Linked DNA regions of Mus musculus: all the other regions are linked to region 6. The links are chromatin contacts, called in public ChIA-PET, HiChIP or PLAC-seq and promoter capture Hi-C maps. All regions are on one chromosome and are shown on one strand. The core of a region is the stretch at or near the end of the contact, and the rest is flanking DNA. Distances in the headings are between cores, read along the strand shown.

The links. Promoter capture Hi-C pulls out the DNA fragments that hold promoters and counts their contacts. ChIA-PET counts read pairs in DNA pulled down with a chosen protein or histone mark. HiChIP or PLAC-seq counts read pairs in DNA pulled down with a chosen protein or histone mark.
Region 1: an RNA polymerase II ChIA-PET map of memory CD8 T cells shows a contact between it and region 6, with 126 read pairs. The contact joins the promoter of Trim8 here to the promoter of Oga in region 6. A contact is called at or near these places in 2 of 39 promoter capture datasets (liver and stem cell-derived epiblast-like cells), 2 of 484 Hi-C or Micro-C datasets (both in embryonic stem cells) and 2 of 115 datasets of contacts at active chromatin or transcription factors (embryonic stem cells and memory CD8 T cells).
Region 2: a promoter capture Hi-C map of liver shows a contact between it and region 6, with 2.9 times the contacts expected there. The contact joins the promoter of Mfsd13a here to the promoter of Oga in region 6. A contact is called at or near these places in 8 of 39 promoter capture datasets (3T3-L1-derived adipocytes, embryonic stem cells, hippocampal neurons and 4 more), 1 of 484 Hi-C or Micro-C datasets (embryonic stem cells) and 2 of 115 datasets of contacts at active chromatin or transcription factors (microglia and pancreatic cancer cells).
Region 3: an RNA polymerase II ChIA-PET map of memory CD8 T cells shows a contact between it and region 6, with 44 read pairs. The contact joins the promoter of Sufu here to the promoter of Oga in region 6. A contact is called at or near these places in 4 of 39 promoter capture datasets (the C10 cell line, liver and stem cell-derived epiblast-like cells), 1 of 484 Hi-C or Micro-C datasets (embryonic stem cells), 4 of 115 datasets of contacts at active chromatin or transcription factors (cardiomyocytes, memory CD8 T cells, pancreatic cancer cells and 1 more) and 2 of 9 other capture datasets (liver and pancreatic islet).
Region 4: a promoter capture Hi-C map of pre-B cells shows a contact between it and region 6, with 4 times the contacts expected there. The contact joins the promoter of Kazald1 here to the promoter of Oga in region 6. A contact is called at or near these places in 15 of 39 promoter capture datasets (the 3T3-L1 cell line, 3T3-L1-derived adipocytes, the C10 cell line and 10 more), 3 of 484 Hi-C or Micro-C datasets (the G1E-ER4 cell line, embryonic fibroblasts and embryonic stem cells), 9 of 115 datasets of contacts at active chromatin or transcription factors (astrocytes, cardiomyocytes, effector CD8 T cells and 5 more) and 2 of 9 other capture datasets (adipose tissue and embryonic stem cells).
Region 5: an H3K4me3 HiChIP or PLAC-seq map of bone marrow-derived macrophages shows a contact between it and region 6, with 5 times the contacts expected there. The contact joins the enhancer-like site here to the promoter of Oga in region 6. A contact is called at or near these places in 1 of 39 promoter capture datasets (pre-B cells), 1 of 15 datasets of contacts at CTCF or cohesin (the NIH/3T3 cell line), 3 of 115 datasets of contacts at active chromatin or transcription factors (bone marrow-derived macrophages, large pre-B cells and neural tube) and 2 of 9 other capture datasets (embryonic stem cells and macrophages).
Region 7: a contact with region 6 is called in an H3K27ac HiChIP or PLAC-seq map of embryonic stem cells, with 7 times the contacts expected there. The contact joins the enhancer-like site here to the promoter of Oga in region 6. A contact is called at or near these places in 2 of 39 promoter capture datasets (the C10 cell line and hippocampal neurons), 7 of 115 datasets of contacts at active chromatin or transcription factors (acute myeloid leukemia, embryonic basal ganglia, embryonic stem cells and 4 more) and 2 of 9 other capture datasets (embryonic stem cells and pancreatic islet).

What each region holds. Positions count from the first base shown.
Region 1 is chr19:46,499,758-46,503,290 of GRCm38.p6, forward strand. Trim8 (tripartite motif-containing 8) reads left to right here and starts at 1,891. Exons shown (of 6, transcript NM_053100.2): 1 at 1,891-3,256. The coding sequence starts at 2,687.
Region 2 is chr19:46,355,305-46,358,909 of GRCm38.p6, forward strand. It overlaps Mfsd13a (major facilitator superfamily domain containing 13a), which reads left to right and starts at 1,576. Exons shown (of 9, transcript NM_029186.2): 1 at 1,576-1,680.
Region 3 is chr19:46,395,376-46,399,155 of GRCm38.p6, forward strand. Sufu (SUFU negative regulator of hedgehog signaling) reads left to right here and starts at 1,521. Exons shown (of 12, transcript NM_001025391.2): 1 at 1,521-1,909. The coding sequence starts at 1,728. Actr1a (ARP1 actin-related protein 1A, centractin alpha) reads right to left here and starts at 366. Exons shown (of 11, transcript NM_016860.2): 1 at 255-366. The coding sequence starts at 302.
Region 4 is chr19:45,074,001-45,077,848 of GRCm38.p6, forward strand. It overlaps Kazald1 (Kazal-type serine peptidase inhibitor domain 1), which reads left to right and starts at 2,087. Exons shown (of 5, transcript NM_178929.5): 1 at 2,087-2,236; 2 at 2,664-3,213. The coding sequence starts at 2,682. It overlaps Gm35782 (a long non-coding RNA gene), which reads right to left and starts at 1,109. Exons shown (of 4, transcript XR_877888.1): 1 at 1,022-1,109.
Region 5 is chr19:45,174,541-45,178,143 of GRCm38.p6, forward strand. No RefSeq gene overlaps it. Among named protein-coding and RNA genes, the nearest start is that of Tlx1, 26 kb to the left of the region's middle. Within about 2 kb of position 1,976, at least 92 of the 459 cell types and tissues checked have an H3K27ac peak or open chromatin away from gene starts, as enhancers often do. A contact at or near this core is called in bone marrow-derived macrophages and macrophages, where this site is marked.
Region 6 is chr19:45,781,937-45,785,610 of GRCm38.p6, forward strand. Oga (O-GlcNAcase) reads right to left here and starts at 1,617. Exons shown (of 16, transcript NM_023799.4): 1 at 996-1,617. The coding sequence starts at 1,194.
Region 7 is chr19:45,206,781-45,210,311 of GRCm38.p6, forward strand. No RefSeq gene overlaps it. Among named protein-coding and RNA genes, the nearest start is that of Lbx1, 28 kb to the right of the region's middle. Within about 2 kb of position 2,126, at least 73 of the 459 cell types and tissues checked have an H3K27ac peak or open chromatin away from gene starts, as enhancers often do. A contact at or near this core is called in acute myeloid leukemia and embryonic stem cells, where this site is marked.

The sequences.
Region 1 (3,533 bases), core at 641-3,140, 720 kb after region 6:
GCAGCATTATTGCCGTTTTAAGGAGCTGGGCTAGAGCCCCTCCCTCATCACCCAATGTTTAATGTACCGAAGTTAGTGCAAGTCACGTGAGAGCACGAAGTTCGCCACGCCTCAAAGAGGAGGGGTCTCGCCTTAGGGACCAATAGCCTAAGCCGTTTCAGGAACAGCCCTAATTCCAGACAGGGGAAAGGGGCGGGGCCAAGAATCAAAGCATCTGTAACAGCACTTCCGGAAAGTACGCCCCTCCCCTCCCCCCTCCCCGTTTATTTCGCTCGTACCGGGTGGGCTGAGCCAGCGGGTGCTGATTAAAGGCGCCGCCTGCCGCTTTCTCCTCGCCTCCCCCCCCCAACGCCCGTCTCCCCGCCCCCTTTCCGAGTAGCGGGACCAGCCTTGATGTAGGGACACCCCTTCCCCCCTCCTCTTCTATCGCCCTTATCCGGGAGCCCCGAGCGCCGCAATCCTCCTGCCTTCTCCCGCCCCCATCTTGCCCTCTTCACTCTGCTTCGAACCCATTGTATGCGGGGCAGCTGCGAACCGGGGCCGGAGACAGTGTGCCCAGTGTGCCCCGTCAGTGGGTCCCGCGGGCCGAGGCTCTCCCCCACCCGTGCTGCTCCAGGCAGAGGCGAGAGAGGCCCTTCCTCGCTGCGCTGGTGGCGGGGACCGGCGGGCCGCACCCCCAACCCCAGCGTGAGCCCCTAGTGTCCCTTCTTAGAGGGAAGAAAGCGGAGAGACCTGAGACAGAAAAAAAGCAGCTTCTAACTGCCCGGCCCGCTGATCATTTTTATTATCGAGATTATTATTAAAAGGGGGCGGGACCCCAGGATGCGGAGAAGGGGGCCAGAGACGCAGCTATTTCTATTAAACAGATTATTCTTGAAATAATACACGCAAGATGGCTGAAGGTGGCTGTGATGAGTGTTCGGGCTGGGGGGTGGTTTCTTCCTCTCCCCCCTTTTTTTTTCTTTTTTCTTTCTTTTTTTTTTCTTTTTTTTTTTTTTTTTTTTTGATCTAAGGATAAAGCTCTGAAGCGACAGCCGCAGCGGAGACCCTGCCCGGAGTGCCCGCCCTCCCCTCACTTGAGAAGCTGCGGGAGGACAAACGGACCCACGGACAGAGCGACGGGCGCGGGCCCGCCCCGGACGCGTCTCCCGGGCAGCGCTGGGGGCAGCAGGCGCTCGTCGTTCTGCCGACTTCTTCCAATTTTAATCTTTTTAAAAGATTTTTTTTTTTTTTTTGGAAAGGATCGGGATGGGTGGAGCAGAGGTAGAGAGAAATCAAGACTTGGCATTTTTCTCCTTCTCTCTCTCCTAATTTGTTGGAGACCACCAGCCCTCCCCTTGGAGGAAAAAAAAAATCCCACCAAAGGGAGGGTGGAAAAGCGAGCTACAGGACCCTCAAGCGCGCGCCCGGACCCCCAGTCCCCACCGCGGCCGCTGGGAGCTCAAGATGGCTGGGCGCTGAGGACGCACCCGGCCCGGCTGGCTCGGCCTGGCCCCGCCGCCGCCGCCGCAGGCTGGCTCCGACCGCAGCCCGGAGCCTTCCAGGCCGGAGCAGAGGCCGAGAAGAAAAGAAAGTGGGGGGGAGGGGTGGGGTGGGGGGGCGAAGGGGGAGGGCCGGGCGGGGGGAGGGGAGGGCCGGGAGCCGAGCCTCCTGTTCATTAGCAGTTGAGAAAAATTCCTTTCTAGTTTGATCAATCCTTGTTTTCCTCAGCGCAGGCGAGGCGCCCGCCCAGTGCGGGGACAGGGAGTGGGGTCTCTCCGCGGCGGGGGCGCCCTGCGCGGGGCCTCCAGGGAGCGCAGAAGTAGCGACGAGGGGGTCAGGCCGGAGCACCTCCCGGGCTTCTCCCTCCCTCCCTCCCTCCCTCCCTCCCTCCCTCCCTCTCTGGTTGCCTTTTTTTTTTTTTTTTTTTTTCCACTTCTCTCCCTCCCCCTTCCGTTTCTATTTGTGAAGGGAGGAGGAAGGCAGAGGCGGGCTGGTGTCTCTGGCCGGGGACTGGAATTTCATCTGAATGACTGCCCCAGCGCGCACGCAGCGCCCCGGAGTCGGCCCGCCCGCGCCCTGCCACCCGCAGCCGGCCGGCCAGCTGGGGGACGCCTGCGCCACGGCCCGGGGACCGCTGGCGCGCCTTGCTCGCCGGCTCCGGCTCTAGCCAGCCTCGGCGCGGCCGAACTAGCTTCCCGTGCCCCCTCGGACCTCGGCCGGGATCCAGGCGAGGAAGGCGCGGCTCGCACCAGCCAGAAGGTAGCCACTGTCGCCGCCAAAGGAAGAGTGCGGCTCCCCCGCTCGGTGCGCCGCGGGGCGCGCCCCGATGTCAGCCGCGGGGCCGAGCGCAGGCCGTGGGCCGCCGCTGCCCTAGCCGCGCTGCCCCGGAGGCGGCCTGTTATATGGAATTTGGACCACAGCGCTCTCCTCCAGGGCTGGTGCCCGGGCCGCGGCCCTGGCGCAGCCCGCCGCCTCCCGCTAGCCACTCGCCAGGAGGAGGAGACGCAGCCGGCGGCGCGCGCGGCGCGAGGACCCAGGCTCCCTCCTCTGGGGGGCGGGCACGCGGAAGGCGCTGGTGACTGAGCGACTGGCGCGGCCGGCGGGGACCGGAGCTCCGGGCTCGGTGGGTCCCCAGCTGTACCAGACGGATCCCCAGGGTTGGGGACTTAGAGAGGTCTACCCGGGCCCCCTGCCCGCAGCCGCCATGGCGGAGAATTGGAAGAACTGCTTTGAGGAGGAGCTCATCTGCCCCATCTGCCTGCACGTTTTCGTGGAACCGGTGCAGCTGCCATGCAAACATAACTTCTGCCGGGGCTGCATCGGCGAGGCTTGGGCCAAGGACAGTGGCCTTGTGCGCTGCCCGGAGTGCAACCAGGCCTACAATCAGAAGCCGGGCCTGGAGAAGAACCTGAAGCTCACCAACATCGTGGAGAAGTTCAACGCCCTGCACGTGGAGAAGCCGCCGACGGCACTGCACTGCGTGTTCTGTCGCCGCGGCCCCCCGCTGCCGGCACAGAAGGTCTGCCTGCGCTGCGAGGCTCCCTGCTGCCAGTCTCACGTGCAGACGCACCTGCAGCAGCCCTCCACCGCCCGCGGGCACCTCCTGGTGGAGGCGGACGACGTGCGGGCCTGGAGCTGCCCGCAGCACAACGCCTACCGCCTGTACCACTGCGAGGCCGAGCAGGTGGCTGTGTGCCAGTACTGCTGCTACTACAGCGGCGCGCATCAGGGACACTCGGTGTGTGACGTGGAGATACGGAGGAATGAGATACGGGCAAGTACACTGAACGCGTGCGAACACACGCACACGCACACACACACACACACACGACTTGGGAGCCACCCATCCGCACAAGCTGACTCTCGTGACATTAGCCTAGAGGCCCTCTTCCAAACTCTTCCGTAAAAGTTTGGGGGGCAAGGTCCTGGGGGAAAGGCCCTGGCTGCTGGATGCATTCTCGCACCTGCGCCCTTAAGATCTCTCCTTCAGTCATTTATGGAATTGGGGGGAGGCTGTTAGAAGTAGTTTGGAGTGTTGCTTTTCTGTTTTG
Region 2 (3,605 bases), core at 326-2,825, 570 kb after region 6:
TCTAGTAAGTGTGGAAGAGGAAGGACTCCTCTGAGACTCCAGAGAAGTCTGGTCTAACCTGGTTGGGCATCTGGTTGTATGAAATTTGTTGAAGGCTGGGCACGGTGGTGCACATCTTTAATCCCAGCCCTTAGGAGGCAGAGGCATGAAGATCTCTGTGAGTTCAAGACCAATCTGGACTAGAAAATGAGTTCTAGGGCAGCTAGTGCTGTTAAAGAGAGAAACACTGTCTCGAAAAACAGAAACAATTCATTGACTGTTTCTCTGAACTTCAGGGTTTTTGCTTGGTTGGTTGTTTGGTTGGTTGGTTTTTGAGATGGGATTTCTCTGTATGCCCTACCTTTCCTGGGACTTGCTTTGTAGATCAGGCTGGCCTTGAAAGCAGAAATTCACCTGTCTCTGCCTTCCCAGTGCCAAGACTAAAGGTATGTGCAGCCGCCACCAGCACCCAGTGGTTATTTTCATCTGTAAGTGGAAATAATAGCATCTACTTCCCATGTATAATTTGAGGAAGAGGCATTTGGAACGGTGCACCTATCCTGCAAAGTACATAATAGTAGGTGGCTGAGCAGTTCTTTTATGTGTGTGTATCGCCAGCCCTGTTTTTGTTTTTAGTTTGAGATAGGGTTTAAAGTGCCCGGATTGCCCTTAATTCACTCTGTATTCAGCACAGGCTAGCCTTCTATGTAGCAAGAATTACAGACTATGCCTTTAACCTCGGCACTCAGAAGGTGGAAATTATCAGATCTTTGGGAGTTCGAGGCCAGCCTGGTCTACATAGTGAGTTCCAGAAGAGCTAGAGCCACATGGAGAAACCCTGTCTCGTAAAACAACACCACCACCACCACCACAACAACAACAACAACAACAACAACAACAACAACAACAACAGGAATTTCAGAAAGGCACAATCAGGCATTACTTCCTCTTCTAATTCTTGTTTTTTTTTTTTTTTTTTTTTTTTTTTTTAGGTTTTTCGAGACAGGGTTTCTTTGTGTAGCCCTGGCTGTCCTGGAACTCACTCTGTAGACAAGATGGCCTCCAACTCAGAAATCCGCCTGCCTCTGCCTCCCAAGTGCTAGGATTAAAGGCATGCGCCACCACGCCCGGCTTCGTCTTCTAATTCTTATTACTACCACTACAAAGAAGTCGGGCAGCATGGGTTGTGGGTTAATGGCCAAGTGCCTGTGTCTACCATCTCCTGCCCTGGCTCTCCATTCCTTTGATTCCTCATGCCCACAGCTCAAGCTGGACTTTGCACTCGCAGGCTCACAATCCAGCCGTAGGTAGTCTCTGCTAAATTCTCATCTTCTGAAATTAGGATCGGGGAAGAGAAGGGAGAGTCCCCAAGAGGAACTTGCTTTGAGCTGAAATGACAGTTTTCGTGGAGGTAAGAGAGAGGAGATAAGTACTTCAGGAATCCAGGCAACCTGCCCCTGTTGCCTGATGCCCGTTTTCTTTTGGGTCCCTAAGGGAAATAGCCCATTACAAACATGGCAGCGACAGCCTCAGGCGCGGTCACCTGCCCGAGCTGCTATCGGGAGAGCCGTGCGGAGCCAATAGCTGGGAAGGGGCGGAGGGAGAGACTGGGGAAGCCCAAGGCTGCTAGCGCGCAGGCGCACTGGCTGGCACCTGGCTCCCCCGCTGCCGCGGAATTAGGCATCGTCTGCCAGGATTGCGGTGAGCTGCTGGCCCACGGCCCAGGACCTCTCCGGTCCCGGAGGAGCGGGCCGGACCCCGGGGCTGATCTGATACAAAGGACCAGCCCGAGGGTGGGGCGGGAATGCGTTGCGCTGTTTGAGTCATTGGGACACTTTGCGCGGTTCCTTAAGGTGCCAGATTATGGATTGGAAAATTCTGGGGTCAGGAGGAATTGGGACCAAGGGGCAAGTGTAGAATCCCCGCTGAAGGTCTCTGTTGGGGTAAGAAAAGGGGATGCACCGTCCAGGTTGCTCCTTGAGGAATCTGAGTTCATGGATGCAATGGTTCAGGCCGGGATTCACTCATTGACCTAGTGGCCCTTAAACCTGGTAGCAGAGTAGAACCACTGGATAGTTTAAAAGATGCTGGGCATCACCTCCAGAGATCCCAATTTTAGAGGTCTGAGCGAGGTCCGAGCCTAGGTGTTCTAGAATAGCTAGCTCTTCAGGTAATGTGCAAACGAAATGAAAACCACTACACGTGTTTCTGAGTAGAAAGCTCCTGGGTTGATTCCCAGTTAATTCCTCAGAGACTTAGAAGTGGCCAGCGATTCTGAGGTGAGTCGGCTCTGACACTTTCGTGCCACCATAAAATCCTGTGAAGGACCGAGAAAGTCCCTCTGGCAATGGGTGAAAACTCCATTTTCCATCCGAGGAGGGTGAACCTGTTAACTCGCGGGAGAGAGTCGGGCTCCTTCAACAACTCTCCTGCGGGCTCCTTCATTCTGCGGAGACTGACCAGGGAGTGAAACAGCTAACAATCCAGTCAGCAGCTTGCTGAGAAAATGACACGCCTAGTATTTGCTTTGTTATTATGACTTGAAATTCCACCTGCTCATTCGATACTGGCAGGACAGGCAGCAAACAGATTTGCTTTTTCCACAGACGTGGGAACAAGTTTTGTGGCTACGTGAGGATAGCGTTCATCCTTGACCCAAGCACTGCTGATACATACAGTATTACTTAGTAGTTTTTCCCCTCTGTGGTCTCTACAGGCTCCCTCCTGAAGGGAGTGGGAACCGCCTACCCTCCTCCTCCTGATAGTCTTCCTTCCGGGCCCAGCCGGTTACTCCTTGGTTTCCTCCCTCAATTGTACTCTGTCACCAGAGGTTGCTGCGGTTGGCCAATCTTTCCTGTTGTTAATCTCCCAGAAACCTTGGAGAGTGGACTGCTAGGAGAAGGATCTTGAAGTATCTCCGAAGGGCTCCTCAAGAGAGAAATGCTTTTGTGTCTCCTACCCTCAGCGGGTGTCTTCCATCTTGATAGAAGCTTGGTGGAGGCTTACAAACTCCCTTTTTAGTCTGGCCCCTTTTACTACTACCTGGGTCACATTCTGCCCTTGTTTTCTTAGCTTGGTACTGTGTCCTGGGTGAAAGGGTTGTAACTTACTGCTGGCTTTTACCAACACTGCCCTCGTACATCTGCAGCCTCAATGCACAGGTTTGCTATAGGGTTCGAGGTTGCTACTGCTTCTCCAAACCCCACAGCCAATCAGAGCACCTAGAGTGGGCTGTGGGTGTTTGTTTTCCTGTGACTGCCCTTTGTAAGGCAGAGGACACCCACATTGGCCTTGGGGGACAATGGACTCAGCAGGTGTTGAGCAGAGGCTTGGGGGAGGGATCTGCAGGAGGAGTGGCCTAGCCTTGTTCTTGGGCTCTTGAGCTGGAGGGAAATAGAGAAAGCACTCATTCCCAGGATGCAGGGGGACTGGAAAAGGTAGACAATACCTGATTGGGCGAACCTGGGGGGTATGAGGACCCTGGCGAGGGCTTTGAGGGAGCAAGATTTCATAAGATTGTGGAAGTGGAGCCGGGCAGTGGTGGCGCACGCCTTTGATCCCAGCACTTGGGAGGCAGAGGCAGGCGGATTTCTGAGTTTGAGGCCAGCCTGGTCTACAGAGTGAGT
Region 3 (3,780 bases), core at 271-2,770, 610 kb after region 6:
AGCCAAGGGTCCACGGACCCTTCCCGGGCTACAGCTCTTTCCTTTGTCTACCCTCAAATTCTCCATTACACGGATGTTGGCTGGCCGCCCTGCCTTCAAACTATGGATGTGAGGAGGACGCGGGCGGCGGCAGCTGAACCCGCCTGACAGGCCGAGCCAGTGACAAAGAGCTGGCGGCCTAGGCTGAAACCGCGGAAACAATCCTTCCTGGAGGAGAACACAGTCCCTTTAAAGATAGGAAAGATGCTACTCACGTTGTCGATCACAACAGGCTGGTTGGCGATCACATCGTAGGACTCCATGGCAGAGGAATCTTTCCCTCCGAGGAAGGAACTGCCAGCCCGGTCCGCAGCAAACGCCACTGACACGCATGCGCAGTCTAGTCGCCGGTACTGGGCATCCAGGGAGCCGCCCGACCTCGCCTCGGAGGAACTACAATCCCCAGCATTCTTTGCCCCAGGGCTTGCGCTCCAAACCGGGTCCCAGCCCGATCGGATTTAGGAGATTGGACAGTGTATTTCCTACACATGGTGGGGTCTGTAGTGTTTGTAGATTAAAGAGCCACAGTGTTGATGATTATCTTGCATGACTGGATTTGAGATCCCTTCGAAGGGGTTTCCAGTACACTCTTAAATTTTGGAGTCTGAAGTACTTGTGAGTAGTTGGGTTTGGATTTGTCAGTACTTCAGGGGCGGTTGAATTTTACAGAGTAGTTCTATCTCTCAGCCATTCCTTCACTTGGGCAATACAAACCATTAATAAACATCTGTCGCTCAGTGGTAGAATGCTTGCCCAACACATATCCCAGCAGCACCGGGAGTGGTGCTGGAAGCCTTTAATCCCACCTCTTTCGAGGCTAGTCTGGTTTACAGAGTTCCAGGACAGCGAGGGGCTATAGAGAAAAACCCTGTCCCGAAAAACAAAAAAATGAAACAAAAAGCAAAACAAGACAAAACCCATGAAGCAAAAGCCAATGGAGGTTATAAAAAAATACCTGTACGTTGGATGCCACAAAACCACGGGCCTAAAATATCATCTAAAGGTTTAGAAATTGTTTTATTATTTTTCTTGACCTTGATGGATGACAACATCCAGGCGAAGAGAAAGAATAGGTAAATTTTTTTTAAAACAGCCAGGCATTTTCCCCAGGCACATTTCGAGTTACCCTTTTTGTCAATAGTTCCAAGAAATATTAGAGTTGTAACATTAATAATAATGACATACTGTCTAATGAATTAGTTGTCAAGCTTATCTTAAAATTGTGTATTAGTAAAACAATATTAAGCGCTTCTTAGTAGTTGTGTAGAGCTTTCATAGGACCCTGGCGCCTCAAGGTACCAAGTCTCTGTTCTAAACTGGGTTCCTCCTAACACTAGGGGGAGGCCAAGATCCTTGGGACGCTCCCAACCCAGGGGCAGGGAGGCGGAGTCTATTGTCAAGTCACGCCTTCCCCACTTGTGACTGGCAAAGACACTAGCCAATAGGTGTCAGGAAAGGGCACGCTGACGCCCCGCCCCTTGGAGCTCCCCGCGGTCCCACAGCATCCTCTGGCCGACGTCTTGAAGGCTCCGGCTTGGGCGGACGGAGCCTCGTGCGCAGGCGCGGAGTTAGACCTCGCCGTAGCCCCCATCGCCTCGGGGAGTCTCATCCACAGTGGGTCCGCTGGCCCATAGGGGCGCTTTCCCTCCTCTACCCTCCCGGGTTCTCCGCGCGCCCTACGCGCCCCAATGGCGGAGCTGCGGCCTAGCGTCGCCCCCGGTCCCGCCGCGCCCCCGGCCTCTGGCCCTAGTGCCCCTCCGGCCTTTGCTTCACTCTTTCCCCCGGGACTGCACGCCATCTACGGAGAGTGTCGCCGCCTCTACCCTGACCAGCCGAACCCGCTCCAGGTTACCGCTATCGTCAAGTACTGGTATGCTCTGGGCCTCGGGAGGACGGGGTCCGGCCGGGAAAGCTTCGAACACCCGGGACGAAGTAATTTGCAGAAGGGGGAGGAAGAAAACGGTTTAAGTACTGGGGAACCAGGAGCTTCCTGGTGCTGTGGAAGGAGTTAGGACAGAAGTTGGGAATGGGGACAAAGGGTTAATGGATCCCTTGAGTAGTGAGGGGTTAACCCGGATTAGGACAACCGAGAACTGGGGGTGTATACAGAAGCGGAGGGGGGACTGTAAGAGCGAACTGTAAACGTGGAGAAAGGAGGGGGCGCCTGTGGTGGGTCATTAGTGGGCTTGGGGGAGCCAGGGGGCGGCTGGGGTGGGATGGGGGGGGGAGTGAGGCGGGGCCTGGAGAGCATTTGAGAGGGCTTTGGAGGGCACAAGACCGCGTAGTCTAGGGCGGTCCGGGAACCAGGACGCCCCTGTGGGTTAGGAGGGAGCAAGATGAGGGCATTGTGCCTTTGATGAGGGAAGAGTTGAGGAGAGGCCTTCTTTCAGTCTTCTTTCGGGACCTTCCCGAGCGCAGGAGCTTCTGTCATTCAGTGCGAAGCTGTTGCTCTTGAAGTTTGACAGAGCAGCTCTTCCAGATAAACTTTTTGCTTACTCTGCACAGTTCTCTTTCTCTCTGCAGAGCTTGCTTCTGGCTTTGCAGCTGCTTTAGCTTTAGGACGTTAGTTAAGAACAGGTTTCGGGAGAGCCAAGCATTAGCTCGGGATTGAAGGGGATCATAGCTCGCCACCAGGTGCGTGACAGAGACCTGAGTGGGCAGGAGGAATGAAGAAGCGCATTCTGTCTTGTCTTCGTGATTTCAGCCGAAGTTTAAAGATGCCCTGTAAAAGATCAGTTTCCAAATGGGCTGGCTGTCTTTGGGGGTAGAAATGGCACTTTCTCGTCTCCTATTCTTTTTTGCATCCTGTTTCTTCAGTCAGCCTTCAGACAAAACAGGTGTTATGAGACAAGTCCTTGTGGTCTTTCTGAACCAAAAATAGATTCAGAGGTGGCCACATTCAGGCAGGCAGTCGTTGTATTGTATGATCCTGAAAAGTTCCTTGCCTTGGGGTATTGGCAAATGGTGGTCCTGAAGTGAGGGATGCCTTTGCAGGTTACACACCCTTTAAAGCTGAATCTTTTTCCTATGTGGCATCCTCTTATTGCCTCTGGAGATGGGAGATGGGCTGTAGAGAGCTGAGGTTACCCCCCCCCCCCGTGTGTCACTGGGATAATAATGCAAAGGAAACTGACAGCCAGGAGGGTCTGGGGACCAGCCTGTCCGGGTAGCCAGGAGCCATGCTGGCAAGGCATCTGTGCAGGGCAGCCTAGTTCCTGGCTGACTAGTGTTTTGAAGATTGCTTCTGAGTGGGTAGTGGCTCTTGCTAACTTAATCACCCATTTCAATGGCACCTCTGTATTAGTTGTGATGAACTTGTCCCATGTCATGAGAAAAACGGGGCTGACCTTGCCATACTGTTTGCTCTGATCTTGTTTAAGTGTGAGGGAAAGTCCCTGTGCAGAATAGGGGGCACCTGGTTTTATGTCACCTACATGGTCATCAAGACAGAGTTGCCTGTTAGAGGTATGGAAGCAAAGACCAAGGGTAGTTATACTATTTTCTTTCTGTTATAAGCTTTCAGTGAGGCTGTATCCCCAGAAGTAGACCAGAATGTGGTAACAAATGAAAAGGCATGTACAACACTTTGTGAAGTAAGAAATGCTACCTAGATGCAGGAATCTAAGAGGAACCAGCTTAGGAACTGGTTCTTTCTAAGACTCAAAGGGAGTTGCAGAATTGAGATACTGAAGTTTATTCCTATCCCTCATGTGTAGGATCTTACCAGCCCCTTCAGTTCTC
Region 4 (3,848 bases), core at 837-3,336, 710 kb before region 6:
AAATTAAAAAAAAGGAAGCTTGTCAAACCGAGTCAACGTTTTAAACGTTTAAGTAACTCTTTTTCTGGTGCCCACGGTTGCTGCTTAACGTGTTTTAGAACTTCACCTGATAAAGTGCCGGACAAGAAGCACCTGGAGACAGGAGTAGCTAGGCTTTCAAACTGCCCTATGCGAACAAACTCCTTTCTAAAATATTATTATTGGGTCAGAGATACTGCTCGGTGACAACAGTTCTGGCTTAACTCTAAAAGTCCCGGGTTTAATCATCAGCAACGCAAGACTACTGTAAGAACGTTTTCAAAGTATAGACAGTATGCATTGTCACGAGTCGCAGCTGCTGCAAACCCACCAGAGGGCGCTCGTTCTCCGTCGAGTTAATCCCTAGCCTCTCATTAGTGACTGCATCTTTCAGAACCAGGGAGTCTTTCACTTTTAAAGCACAAATGCTTCCCAAGAACTTCCTTAGCAGTCGGTCTCGGGCGGGGGGTGGGGGTGGGGGTGGGGAGTACAGAGACAGAAGACACAGTGATTCCTACTAGAGGCGCGAAGACTAACAGTAAACGCCGGCAACGATTAAGATGGAAAGCGTGTCTAGGACCCTGACGCTGGGGATTTTGATAGTGGCTCCTAGGGCTGAAAGCTCACAGTTCCTCATTTAGACCTGGACAGCTCCCACTCTACATCGGGCAACGATCACCGCCCCCAGTTACAGCTAGGGACCTCCCCTAGAGTGTCTCCATTCCTCCACCAGGCAAGCCCTCCTCGCGCCTTTTCCAAAACATCCTGCAATTCTCGCTTCACTTCTGCTCCCAGGCCAACAGTTAACGCGTCCTCCAACCAAGGGATTGCCTAGCACCACCATCGGAATCTGCCTGCCCTCGTTCTTTCCTGGCTTAAAAGCCGCGGGCTTTTCCTTTTCTAGCTTGCCGTTGGGATTCTCGCGACAATCCCGAAACCTCGCGTGAAATTCGCTTCCCGTCTCCTCGGAGTTTGGGATTGCCTGTGTACAGCTCTCTTCTACCTTGTCGGAACCCCTCTGATCAGAGGCAGCGTCTCTGCTGACTGAACGCTCCTTTGAGGAGGGCTCGGCCAAAGTCAGAACTGCGCGGTGACTGCAGTGCTTCTTCCTCGCAGGGTAGAGCGGAGCCGCCGCAGGCCGCGGACGCACGCGCAGTCAGAACCTCTGACGCCTTCTGGGCGGGGCCTATATAAGCCCCACCCTTCCCTTGCCTAAAAGCCCGGTTTCCTTCTGCTCCTCCTCCTCCTAGGAGCTTGGATTGCGGTTTTTGGAAGCTGTTTGGGGGCCGGCGGGGGCGGGGCCTGCCATTCTCGGGGTGGTGGGCGGGCCTCCGGGGATGCTTTGCTTCCTGCCCCTAACCCAAAAGTGCCACCGTGGCGTTGGCGGAGGTCTCCAGACTGAACACTTTTGGCCCCGACATGCTCGAATTTTGCAACCTGTAATCCGGAGCCCAGAGACGCCCTATGGGGAGTCACCCGCCGGCCTTGCTGCGGCCGCTAGTCAGTTCCGACCTCTAATCACCAGGCTCCTCCGCGGGTTCAAGCACCTGCCCTATATTGGGAGGGAGGTAGCCAGATGTGGATGGCAGCTGGAAAAGCTTATAGTCTAGTCTGCGCCCCAGTGGAGAGACTGGGTGAACACAGCTGCAAACCGTGCCCAGAGGAAGCTGGCCCCGAGCCTGGCCTCCAGAAACGCCCATAGTGTTGAAGTCAATTTTACATTGAGTAAAATTTCTTAGCCTTTCCTTCTTTCTATATTGTAGCTGTTTGCCGCTCTCCAGACCTAAATCAGATGAGACAGGACCTGAGGCTCAGCCAACAGTTTGAGCTCCTCGGCCATTCCACCCCTATTCTCTTCTCATAGCCTTTGCTTTCCCAGTGGCGGCGTCTGGTTACGCGGCTCTGTACACTCATTGTGACTTTGGGCTAGGGTCGAAGTGAAAGGCCCAGGAGGGTCCTTGTGAGACTGGATAAAATTATCGGCCTCGGGGCCAGGGAAGAAGGCGGGTATTCGACATCTGGGGGCGGGGAGAAGAGGCGGAGGAGTTTCTCTTTGAATCTTAAGTCTGTGGGCTGCCAGCGATCCCCTGACAGAAGCAGGGGTGGCCTGCGGGTCTGGCTGGCCGTGCATGCGACTCTTCGTTCCCTACCGTTTTTTTTTTTTTTTTTTTTTTAGGTTGGAAATCCCAGCTGTTAAGGGCCTAGTCCAAGGCACTAGGTGAGTCGCTGGTATGTCCCCAGCACCATCACCCCAACCTGAAGTTTTTACATCAAGTGTAGTTTTATCTATCTCTGGGGCAAAGATGCATCAGAGTTGGGTGGTTTCTGGAGGTGATGCTGGTGTGTGTGTGCGCGCGCGCGTGCATATATGTATGCATGTGTGTGTGTGTATACGCGTATGTCTGTGTATGGGTGTGTGCATCCCTGCATGGGTGTTAGTGATCATTCCCCGATACACTCTCTCTTTATTCCCTAGTCCCCAAGACCAGCTTAATCAATTACCAACTGGCATAAACCCCTGGGAATCACCAGGCTTCTTTGTTAGGGCTTCTAGTTGGCTACAGGGTAGCAGAGGATAGAATCAAGCTTTTATACAGCCTTGACTTTATCTCTGACCTCCAGACCTGGCTTCCCTCTCCTGGCAGGGTGCCACCTACGCGCCGATGCCCCGAGTGTTCACAGGGCTTCCAGCTAACTATGCTGCACCTACCTTGGCGCTGTCCTTGCTACTACCATTATTGCTGGTGGTGTGGACCCAGCTACCCGTTAGCGCGAGGCCGTCCACAGGCCCCGATTACCTGCGGCGAGGCTGGCTGCGGCTGCTAGCCGAGGGCGAGGGTTGTGCTCCCTGCCGGCCAGAAGAGTGCGCTGCGCCGCGGGGATGCCTAGCAGGCCGGGTGCGGGATGCGTGCGGCTGCTGCTGGGAATGCGCAAACCTGGAGGGCCAGCTCTGCGATCTGGACCCCAGCGCTAACTTCTACGGGCGCTGCGGCGAGCAGCTCGAGTGCAGGCTGGACGCGGGCGGTGACCTGAGTCGAGGAGAGGTGCCGGAGCCGCTGTGTGTCTGCCGCTCGCAGCGCCCGCTCTGTGGTTCGGACGGCCGAACCTACGCGCAGATCTGTCGCCTGCAGGAGGCCGCCCGCGCTCGGCTGGACGCTAACCTCACTGTGGTGCATCCGGGGCCCTGCGAATCGGGTACGCAAGTCCAGGGCTTTTAGTACCAGGAACCCTGGCTCCCCAAAGGCACTACTCCCGGATCCCCGACAGCGTTGCTCTGTGGTCAGCAGAATGAATAGTTGAGGGAGACCATGAGCCTCAAAGGCTGCCAACTAAAAAGCAGGTTGAGATTTGTTGCCAGGTTTGAGGTGCCTAAGAGCTCTATCCAGGCAGGTCCTTGCAGGGACTGGCCTCCGAAGGAACAGGCACATAGCCAATAGCTGGGTCTGAACTGAAAGGACCCCCCTTCACCCAAAACTTTGCGTAGACTGCTGGAGCCCTGTGAGATGCATCCTGTTAACCCTGGCTCCCGCCTATCAGTTTTCTCACGCATTTAGGAATTAGAGAAGGGAAGATAGCTTCTTGCCTCTCTTGTCCCTCATCCTTTGGGTTGGGGTTGGGGATGTTCAAGCTTGTGGTTTTCGTTTGGCCACCCACACTTCCTCAGCTTTTACCTACTCTATAGTCTGGCTAGGCTGGAGTTGCAGTGGAAATAAATGCACTAGCAGGGGCGGGGGGGGGGGTCCCAACAGTTTTCTGCCGTGCAACAAGGAGGTTTCAGGTTCCCCTGCTGCGGTGTTTTTCCCACCTCCTCCCTCTCGGAGCCCAGATCC
Region 5 (3,603 bases), core at 726-3,225, 610 kb before region 6:
GTGCATGGTGTGTGCGTGTGCATGATGTGTGTGTGTGTCTGTGTGTGTGTGTAAAGTTAGTTCTCTCCTCCACCTTTTCATAGGTCCTGGGGATCAAGCTCAGGCCATCATACCTTTGTGGCATGTACTTTATTCACTGACACATCTGGTTGCCCCTCCCAATCATATTTTTGTGGATCTATTTCTTTATCTCCAACTAGCCCTTCATTTTTTTAACCACACATATACATTCTTCCGATTCTATATTTCTTCTGTTGATTTTGTACCTTAAAAGTGTTGGTATAGGATTGTCCTCCATCCTCTAGTAGAAGGCAGCAGGATTTGAGGACTCTTCATTTCTGTCTTCAGCACATTAGGAAAATGGGGTCCTAGAGTCAGTGAGGAAGACTCAGGAAAGACAGGCATGCAGTACTGGCACCTTTCCACAAGGGGGCGCTCTCCCACGCTGTCCATAGTATCATATTTCCAAAACCCCTGTTCAGAATCTGCCCTGAGGGGAACTGACAAATAGAACAGAAAACCTGAGAAGGGTACAGCATCGTAGGAGGGAGAATGTGATTTATATGAGGCCAGGACCTATCTAGAAGCTTAGAGAAAGCCAGTTCTTCCACGCCTCTCACCATCTCCCCCAAGGCCGCGCCGCTCCAGGAGGGTACCCTGTACTTTTGGTCTCTGTGTCCTCAGAATCTTCGTGAGTGAATGATCAAACACGTGTGCAAACAAGCGGAACACATGAGGACAAAGACGTACGAAGGTTGGATCCACATGCATGTGTGTGGAACAGTGCATGCAGAACTATTCATTTGGAATATTGCTAATGATTTCTAAGATGGGAGGCAGATTCCATCATTAGAAGAGCGGGAAACAAGTTACATTAGCTCTGTCGGGGCACTAGCGGGCAGCCATAATGAAAGGACTACTGGTTCTACACGCACTGCTGTGGAACTACTCAGGAGTTGCTGTCTGGTTTAGGATATGGTGCGGGACAGGGCAGGTGCTCTATGGAGAGGAGACACGTACATCCTCACGTGGATAGAAAATCTGTAAAGAAATACCCAGAAATAACAGCACTGGTCCTCCAGAGAGCAGGGGATGCTGTGTAGGGCTTTTTTTTTTTTTTTTTTTTTTTTTTTTTTGATAAAGGTGAGGGGGCCTAACCTACCATTGGTGGTGCCACCCCTGGGCATTTTGTCCTGGATTGTTTGAAAAAACTAAGTTGAGTGATTGATGGGAGGCCAGTCGGTAAGCAGACTTCTTCCTCTGTGGTCTCTGCTTCTGCTCCTGTCTCCAAGTCCCTTCCCTGAGTCCCTTCCCTGAGTCCCTTCCCTGAGTCCCTTCCCTGAGTCCCTGGCCTGAGTCCTCCCCCTCCCCCCAGACAGCTGTGAGATGTATGGTGAAATTAACCCCTTTCCTTCCCAAGTTACTTCTGGTCATGCTGTTAATCACACAACAGAAAGCAAACTATGACAGGTGACAAAGGCATAGAAGGCTCACTCGATACTCTTTTATACAAGGTCTGAGTTGTGTGAGAATACAACGAGGCTTGGGGAGACAGAAGTTATTAAGACTCCTTGTGTCTCAATTCCTTCACCTGCAAAACCAGGCAGTTAAGAATCTTCCCAGTGCCTTGGAAGTGTAAAAAAGGGGTGGAAGGCCTGGGGTTTTTCTGGGGCCGCCATCATCACTATCCCTTGGTGCAGATGACTAATGAGAGAACTTCCGACAGGGAGAGGCCAGGGTTACTTATGAAAACCCTATGAAAGGCAAAGTCCTGAGAGATAGAGACCAGCTGTGTGTTCCCTGACCCTGCTAAGTTTAGCATCATGGTCAATGGCCTCATGGGGTTCCCCGCTGAGTCATGTTATCCGCTGCCAGTCTGTGGCCACACCCAGAACCAACACTCTGTGGTTATATAACTTCCTAATGAGGAATTGTTGGTGTGAAGGAATACTGCAGAGTCATGTGGTGCTTTCCGGAGGGAAGCCTCCGTCACTTCCGGGTTTGTGGTCTTCAGAGACGTTCTCCCTAGGACAGTGACAATGTGGCTGCCTGGTCATTGGAGCTCTGAGGTCACTAAGGCTTCGATGAGGGTGTGTCCGGAACCCACCCTCCTCATCTTGTATCCATTTAAGTTTTCTTTATCCTGCCCCTCTCTCTTCCAGGGATGTTTATAAAGAAAGCAAGGTGCCTGAGAAAGTTATGATCCGTTGGTACAGACGATCGCATGGGATGGCCAGAGTCAAGAGAAGCGGTGTTACTGCACAAACATGGCTTCTGCCAGGTCTTGAGATTAGGGGCACCTGAGGGTCGGAGGAGGATGAAAGCATTGGTGGGGCCTTGTCTTCATCAGGCGATGGCAGAACGGCTGGTGAGAACGGTCAGGTATGGTGGCATACACCTTTAACCCTAGCACTCGGAAGGCAGAGGCGAGCAGATCTCTGTGAGTTCGAGGCCAGCCTAGTCTACAAAAAAAACGAGTCCAGGAGAGAAACCCAGTCTCGAAAAAACAAAACAAACAAAAAGAGCTTCCTAAGATTATGAGGACGCTCATGCTCAAGGCTGCCATCACTTTAACGAGCCACAAGAGGGCGCCCGTGCCCTGTCATCGGCGATTCCTGGGCTCTTCCCCACAGCTGCCAAACGCTTCTCCACTAGGGACTGATTATTTACACTCAAGGAAATCAGAGGGTGATGTAGAATCCGGGCAATTCCTGCTAAATTCAGTGTGTGTGCCAGAACAGACCGTACCTAACAGCCTGGCTATGGTGTTCTCTCTTACAGTCCGGATTTTTTTTTCTCTAAACTTACCACCTCAGAACAGCTCCAATTCCCCCGCACCGCTTATCTCTTTTATCTCTTCACTGTCCTCCACCCCCACCCCTCCCCGCGCGCACACTGGACCAAACATCCACAAGGCCTGTCTCCTAGAAAAACATCCTCTGCCAAGAGGGCTTCGCATCCATGAAGCTGGTGCCCAGCCGCGCCCCCAGCCACTCCCACACAGAAGGAAGGAGGAGTCTCCCACAAAGGTTTTTCTTGGGTTAGAGATGTGTGATGTATGGTCTCTGTCCACGCGGCTTTGGAGAGGATCTTAGGCAGACACGGTTTAGAACGAAGCCTGCTGGGGCTGGAGAGATGGCTCAGCCGGTTAAGATCACCGACTGCTCTTCCAGAGGTCTCAGGTTTGATTCCCAGCTCCCACTTGGCAGTTCACAACTGTCTGTAAGTCCCAGATCTGACACTCTCACACAGACATGCATGCACCAATTGGTAAAACACCAATGCACATAAAATTAAAGTAGATAAATTATAGAATGAGGCCTGCTGACCGGCTTCGGTCACATGCCTCCATCCAGGAAACAAGTGCCAAGAACTAGATTGTTATAAATGTTTGGAAAGACCAGGTGTTCCAGGAGGACATATTCCCAGGCTTTCCATGATTTTCTTCCCTTTACCATCAAAGACTCGCCTTGGAAGGTTTATGGATGCAAGTTGAGACTCTGAGATAAGAAAGGCAGTGCTGGGGGCTGGAGAGATGGCTCAGCGGTTAAGTGTAACTGCTCTTACAAAGGTCCTGAGTTCAAATCCCAGCAACCATATGGT
Region 6 (3,674 bases), core at 367-2,866:
GGAAGAGCTCTTAATCGCTGAGCCATCTCTTCAGTCCTGAGTACTAGTTTTTATATTCCCCAGTAATAATAATAATAATAATAGAGAAAGAAACTAGAAAACGTTGAGTTTGCCACTAAAAACAAAACAAAAATCAAACAAACAAAAAAATCCATAAGAAAACTCAAATTACGGAGTGCTTAGGGAAGAACTAAGCTTTCCTGAGCTCGGTATCCACCCATTCTATTTCAGAAATTGTAATTAAGATCTTCCGGCATCTTCCCTTACTATCAAAACGCCCTCGTCCTTTTCAACTGTAAATGAGAAGACAGAAATTAAGACTTTCACTGAATTCTAACTCCACATAACAGATGCTCTGAGATATGATATACTGGTATTTACACACACTCCCAAGTCAAAAAAACAGCAATTGTTAAAGGATGATACTTTTCTGGGCTACAAGTGAGTCTTAAGAGGTGAAGGAGGCTTACAGGCTAACAAAAATAAATAAATAAAAATAAAAACAAAACAATTTCCTAAGCCTGAAGGAATCTGTAATATAATAAGCTGACTGCGCTCCTTCACGGGTAAAAACGTGCCTGTGAGGGCTGATTTTTTTTCCCCTTACAAGGATAGGGGCGGGGGATGGGAGCGCTGCACAAATTTCAACTGAAAGCAGGCATCTCTGCGGACTAAGATCCCAAGGTACAAAGAAGTGAAGCCCACAGCCGGACCACAGGCTCCTTCCTTGCCACCGCCTCCTCCTCCGACAAATCTGTGTGGCTCTAAGCCAGAGGAGGGTGGGGTCAGGCTCCTCCATAGCCCGGAGTCGCCGAAGCCGTGACATAGCGGAGGGTAAAGAAGTGTGCCCACCGTCTGTCTCCTCCCCGTAACCCCGTGTGAGCAATGACGGACGCCTCCCGTCCTGGGGGCGGGGAACTGCGGGAAAAGTCACCAGCACGCCCCTCCCGGGGACGGAGGCTGAACACCTACGCGGGACTGGAAGGCCAACTCACCTTCCACGACACCGCACAGGAACCTGCGGGCCCCTCCGGCCGCCCCGACCACGGCCGCAGCCCCGGCTCCCGATGGGTTATCTTCTCCGGGGGCGGGAGCTACCGACTGCTCCAACGAAGCCCCCGAGGCGGCGGCAGGGTTGGCGTTGCGCTCGCTCTCCCGCTCCTCCAGCGCCGCCTGGCTCTCCTTCTGCACCATCCTCCTGCCGCCGGCCACCGCTCCCCTTCGGCCTCGGTCCGTTGGGCCAAAGGCCCGGAGCCCTGCAAAGGGGCCGCGGCTCCGAACGCGCGCCTCCGGGGCTCCTTCCCCTCCCCCTCCGCCCTTCCCCCTTCCTCTCGGCGGGGGCCCGGAGTGCCCGGATGAGAAGGGCGGCGGCACCGGCTCGAGCCCTTTGTCAGCCGCTGCCTCGCCCCGCGCTGGGAGCCGGGAGCCTAAGCGGAGGGCGAGGCAGCCGCCGCGTCTCCACGGAAGGAGGACCGAGGAGGCGCCTTCGCTCGTCCTCCACGCCCGCCGCCCTCCGGACAGCCCGGCGTCTCCGGCTCTCTTCCCCCACCGGAGTCCCTAAGCAGCTCCTGCCGCTGCCTCTGCCGCCCGCTTCCTGTTTATCCGCACTGCGCCTGCGCTACAGACCGGCTCAGACCGGTCCCCAGCCCGGCTCCCCCGCCTTTCCTTGGGATAAGCCCATTGCGCTTTATTTGCTAGGGGAGAAAAAGGACAAAGGGCGCCGTGAACACCGCGGAGGTGTGCGGCGGTGGGACGTACCATTTTGGCTCGCCACCCTCCGGGATGAGCGCCACACTCTGGGTCGGACCATTACCCCACCCGGAGGAGGGGAACATGGGAGAATGCGGCCGGCCGGGGAGTTTGGGAGGAAGGGGGGGGGGGGGGGCGGAAAGGAGGTGTTTACCCTCTCAATGCGCAGGCGCCGGGACGATACTTCTAGTTCTTAAAGTGGTAGGAGACACTGACCTACTTTGGAGATTGTTGTACCAGTTTGGCTCATCGGGGCTGCCTGACCCACGTCTGCTTCTGTGAAGACACCATGCCAAGGAGCTCAGCTCACGCCTCTGTCCTGACTCATTGTTTCTTCTATCCTGTCTTCGGAGTTAACCGTGTTTTAAATTGAGCAGTCAACTGTTTTATTGAGTTTGCCTCATCCTGGGCTGTTGGGACCATTATGACCTCATAATATGGTTAAAACCTGCTGTTACGTCTCTGCCTGATTGAGCCCTACGTTTGTTTTGGGAGAGGCTGTGGTATGAAATTCACCAGACTACGTATGGAGAAGAAAGACTGCATTCCAAGCACAGGGAAAACAAACGTCTAATAAAAGTAGAAGAGAGTGGAAGGCGAGTTTGTTATGGCGATGGAGAGTGTGCGGTGTGCGTAAGGGACATGACCCTTTTAGCCTTAGCATCAGCATTTCCAAGGAAACCCTGCCTCTAAGGGCTTGCCTCCTGTACTCTAAGGGCTTGCCTCAGAGTACACTTGACATTTTGGTTCCTTAAGGGATCTGCCAGCCAGGCGATGGTGGCGCACCTTTAATCCCAGCGCTTGGGAGGCAGAGGCAGGCGGATTTCTGAGTTCCAGGCCAGCCTGGTCTACAAAGTGAGTTCCAGGATAGCCAGGGCTATACAGAGAAACCCTGTCTCAAAAAGACTAAAAAAAAAAAAAAAAAAAAAAAATCTGCCCTGTTTGGGAACAAACCTCTCATGTTCAATGTTAAGAAAGTAGTCAAACTATTGCATATGCCAGAAAGATTTTGCTGAAGGAACCCTGTTATAGCTGTCTCTTGTATGAGGCTATGCCAGTGCCTGGCAAATACAGAAGTGGATGCTTACAGTCTATAAAATGGAACACAGGGCCCCCAATGGAGAAGCTAGAGAAAGCACCCAAGGAGCTGAAGGGGTCTGCAACCCTATAGGTGGAACAACAATATGAACTAACCAGTACCCCCAGAGCGCGTGTCTCTAGCTGCATATGTAGCAGAAGATGGCCTAGTCGGCCATCACTGGGAATAGAGGCCCCTTGGTATTGCAAACTTTATATGCCCCAGTACAGGGGAATGCCAGGGCCAAAAAGCAGGAGTGGGTGTGTAGGGGAGCAGGGCAGAGGGAGGGTATAGGGAACTTTCGGGATAGCATTTGAAATGTATATAAAGAAAATATCTAACAAATAAAAAAAAAGAAAGAAAGTTAAAAAATAAAAAGTAGTCTTTTTTTTTTTTAATACTTCGTCGCAGTAGCCCACCTTGTAGCTCCAGGGACGTTGCAGGGGTGCACATTACAGGCGAGAACTTCCTTGCCAGGTTTATGCAGTGTTGGGTATCCAACCCAGGGCCTTGTACGTGTTATACAAACACTCCAGGGATTTGGTGGCCTTATTTATTTTGTGTGGGTTCACAGGCCGTAGCCCATTTGGACATGGCCCAGAGGACAACTTGAGGAAGTCAGTTGTCTTCCCTTTGTGGATCCTGGAGATCAAACTCAGGTTGTCAGGCTCAAGCTGTGGGAGCCCCTTTATTGCCAGCCCCATCCAAGACTTTTTTGTTTTAATGTGTGGGGGGGGGGGCAGCAGAAGAGGCAGTGGCCAGCCACTGAAGGTGTTTGTTGGGAACAGAACTCAGGTCCTTTGGAAGAGAGCAGTACCTTCTCTCTTCCCTTCCAGCCTTCCATGCA
Region 7 (3,531 bases), core at 876-3,375, 570 kb before region 6:
AGCTATGCAGTGCTGCCTTACCCATAGGCCCACGTGACGTCCATGTGATGTCCACGTGACGTCCTGCCTCAGCACTGTCACAGGCAGAAAGAGACTAAATTCTCTAAGAATGTGAGACAAGATAAATTATTCAGGTGTTTGTGCCCCTCACCCCACACTCCAGGGTTTCTCTGTGTAGCCCTGGCTGTCCTGGAACTTGCTTTGTAGGCCAGGCTGGCTTTGAAACTCAGAGATCTGCCTGCGACTGTCTCCTGAGTGCTGGGACTAAAGGTGTGCACCACCATCGCCTGGCTGATTATTCATGTTTTATATCAACTTTCGTTGTATTTTATGTATTTTATCACAGTATTAAGCTGACTAACACAAAAAGTTATTTCAAAATGGAATGTACTAGAAGTCCCCAAAGGCCATAGAACTAAAGCAAATGAAGACCAACAATGAGAAGCTCGCATTGGCGCTGTACGGCCAGGCTTGCACCGCTGAAGTATGACTTTCCTTCACTGCTGCCTCTCCAGAGTCCATACTTCAGGGCTCAGAGCTGGAAGTGTGTGGTCAGGTGCCCAACCTGACGCTTAGCGGTCGTGGGTTAGCGGTCGTGGGTTAGCGGTCGTGGGTTAGCGGTCGTGGGAGCTCTTCTGAACTCAAAAGGACGGTTTTCTCATTTTTAGAGAACATTCCTCCGTTTGTGGTGGGAAGTGAAGGGCAAGCCTGGTTGCCATGGTGCTGAGGTCAGGGGATAACATGTGAGGGTCCTGGGGATCCAACTCACCAGCCTGATTTTCTCACTTCTAAGGGTTTTAGAACAGCTACAGAAAGCAAAGCAATGCTTTGATTTTTGGTTTTATGGTTTTTTTTTTGTTTGTTTTTGTTTTTCTTTTCGAAGAGATTGAGGGAGATTTCAGCCAACCGGTGCAGGCCTTTATTTCCAGCACTTGGGAGGCAGAAGCAGGCAGATCTCTGAGTTCAAGCCAGCCTGGTCTACAAAGCATGTCTCAGGACAGTCAGGACGGTCTCACCCAGCATGGGCTCTGCCTTGGCTCCTTCTCTAGCACAGGCTGCAGGCCAGTGTTCTCCCCCCAACCCCCACTTCCTTCCTCCCTCGCCCTGGCCAACCGACCTCCAAACTCACCTTCTCAGAGGACATAACTTTTGTGACATTCTGGTGGCTTTCTGTCCCTGTCTTTTGAGATGCATCTCGAGATGATGTTCCCAGCTGCTCAGTGTCCTACCGTAGGGAGGGGGGGGGCACATGTGTGACGAGAGGGAGACTTCAGAGCAAAAACCCTAGTTTATGACTGCTGTGTTCCTGGCTCTGAGCCCCTAGAACAGCCTCCTACCCTGTGACTGGGAGTCTCTCCTGACCCGATTTCCTTTCCGTAGACACTCCTCTCTGGTTCTGCTTCTTGCAAGCCGCCGTTTCCCTCCTAACCCAGAGCTTATTTCCTTAATTAATGTATCTCACACTCCAAGAATGTCGGGGGTGGGGTCCCCGGGGCAGCGCCGGTCTTCCTTTCTGTTCTTCACCTACTACTGGAAAGCCCTCCCTCTCTGGCTTCAGGCCATCAGCTCGGCCCTGATAGTCCCTCAATGCTCACGTGTCTTCTTATCCACTTACCTCCTACCGGCTGTCCCTCGGCTCAGGATGGGGTTTGGGTTTCCCTTCCGCAGAGTAGGAAGATGTGGTGACCGTCTAAGCAGAGAAGCCTTGCGTTCCGCCTCTCCGCCCCATGACCCTGGTTGGCTGAAGTTGGCTTTTCTGTGCCTCTCTATCAGCATCTCCCCGACCCCCCAGGGTGACGAACTTACCCTTGTAGGCTAAACCCCCAGCCTCTGCTTTTCCTGACTGTCTTCGTGTTGAATCCTGCCTGCGGGAGACCCCTCCGGCTCCCCGACTGGGAGGTGTTCTATTACACAGCAAAGTGCGGTTTAAGTAGCTGTAAGGAAATGTGACAGAAAAGTCTGTCGGGGTTCAGTCAGACTTGCCAAAACTTGGTGTAACTTTTGGAAGTTGTCAGTGTGCCTCCTAAGGAAACCTGATCTGATGGAAGCCGGAGGAGTCGGGGACGGTCAGGTAAGAGGCCGGAAGCATTGTGGAGGAGGGGCAGACAGAGTTCAGCACCCACCCCCGCGTCATAGCCTAAGAAGACCCTGGGGGTTGGGAACCGGAGACTTCTTTCTCCGAGTGCTACCAGACAAAGGCAGACGAAGCAGTAGGATTCCTCCAAGTTTTACTCTGGGGGTCATGGGGCAGACCATGCTGGTGTGGGGTAGGCTTAGAAGTAAATTAAAGCTGGGCATGGTGGCGCACGCCTTTAATCCCAGCGCTCAGGAGGCAGAGGCAGGTGGATTTCTGAGTTCGAGGCCAGCCTGGTCTACAAAGTGAGTTCCAGGACAGCCAGGGCTATACAGAGAAACCCTGTCTCGAAAAACAACAACAACAACAAAACAAAACAAAAAGAAGTAAATTAAAATAAGACAAGATTCCCTCCCATGAGTCTTTTAGCCTGAGGTCAGGGACATCTAGACCCTGGAAGGAAAGGCCTTCCCTCTTAGAGACCAGAAGTTGGAAATTCCTGAAGAACAAAGACCAAAGCCTCTGCCAGGTGGGGCTCAGAATAGCTAACAAGTGTCCCAACAGAGAGCCTGACAGATAGTGACACCTTTAGTCACTCCACTCAGGAGGCAGAGGCAAGTGGATCTCTGTGAGTTCAAGGCCAGCCTAGATTGCAGAGTGAGTTTCAGGCCAGCCAGGACTACACAGAGTCACCCTGTCTCAGAAAAACAAAAACAAAAGAAACAAAAAGAGAACCTTAGCAGAGGCTAAAGATGTTCCTTGCTTGACTGGGAGAGTGCTGGCCTAGCTGTGTGAAGCCTGGACTCCCAGGTTCGGTGCCCAGCATTAATAAACTGCGTGTGTGGTGACGCGTATTTGTAAGCCCGACACTTGGAGGTATAGGTGGAAGGACCAGAATTTCAAGGTGTCTTCCTTGGCTACACAGCCAGCTTGAGATCAGCCTGGAAAACATTAGACCCTGCCTCAAACAAAACACTCAACAGGCTCAAACCGGAAGTGTCGAAACCGATCTTCCCAGGTTACACAGACTTTCTGAGAATCTCCCAGCTTCCGTCCTGGCCCAGTCAGGGCTCGGTCTGCCTTCCTTCCATGGGCAGTGTACCCGCCCGGGTGTGCCAGCCTTACCCAAGCCAGCCTCCAGCCCTGACATGATCTCTCTGGTCTCAGCAAGCCGAGCTACCCGAGGCTTCAATTAGGCGCCACTTCAAAAGCTTTCTGAAGCAGGTGAGAGATAATATGTAAACAAGAGCCTCCATGAGTCATTGGCCCTTCCTATCCACCCGGTGGCTCCTCTGCCAGTCTCTGAAGAACCAGCCTGGGTTGTCTCCCAGAGCAGATGCTATCCTGGGGCCAAGGCCTGTCCAGGCTCCTCTGCCACCACTACTGCCTGCATCTTCTTCAGCATACGCCCAATGTCAACCAAGCCCTGACTCACACGTGTAACTCTTAACCCTCCA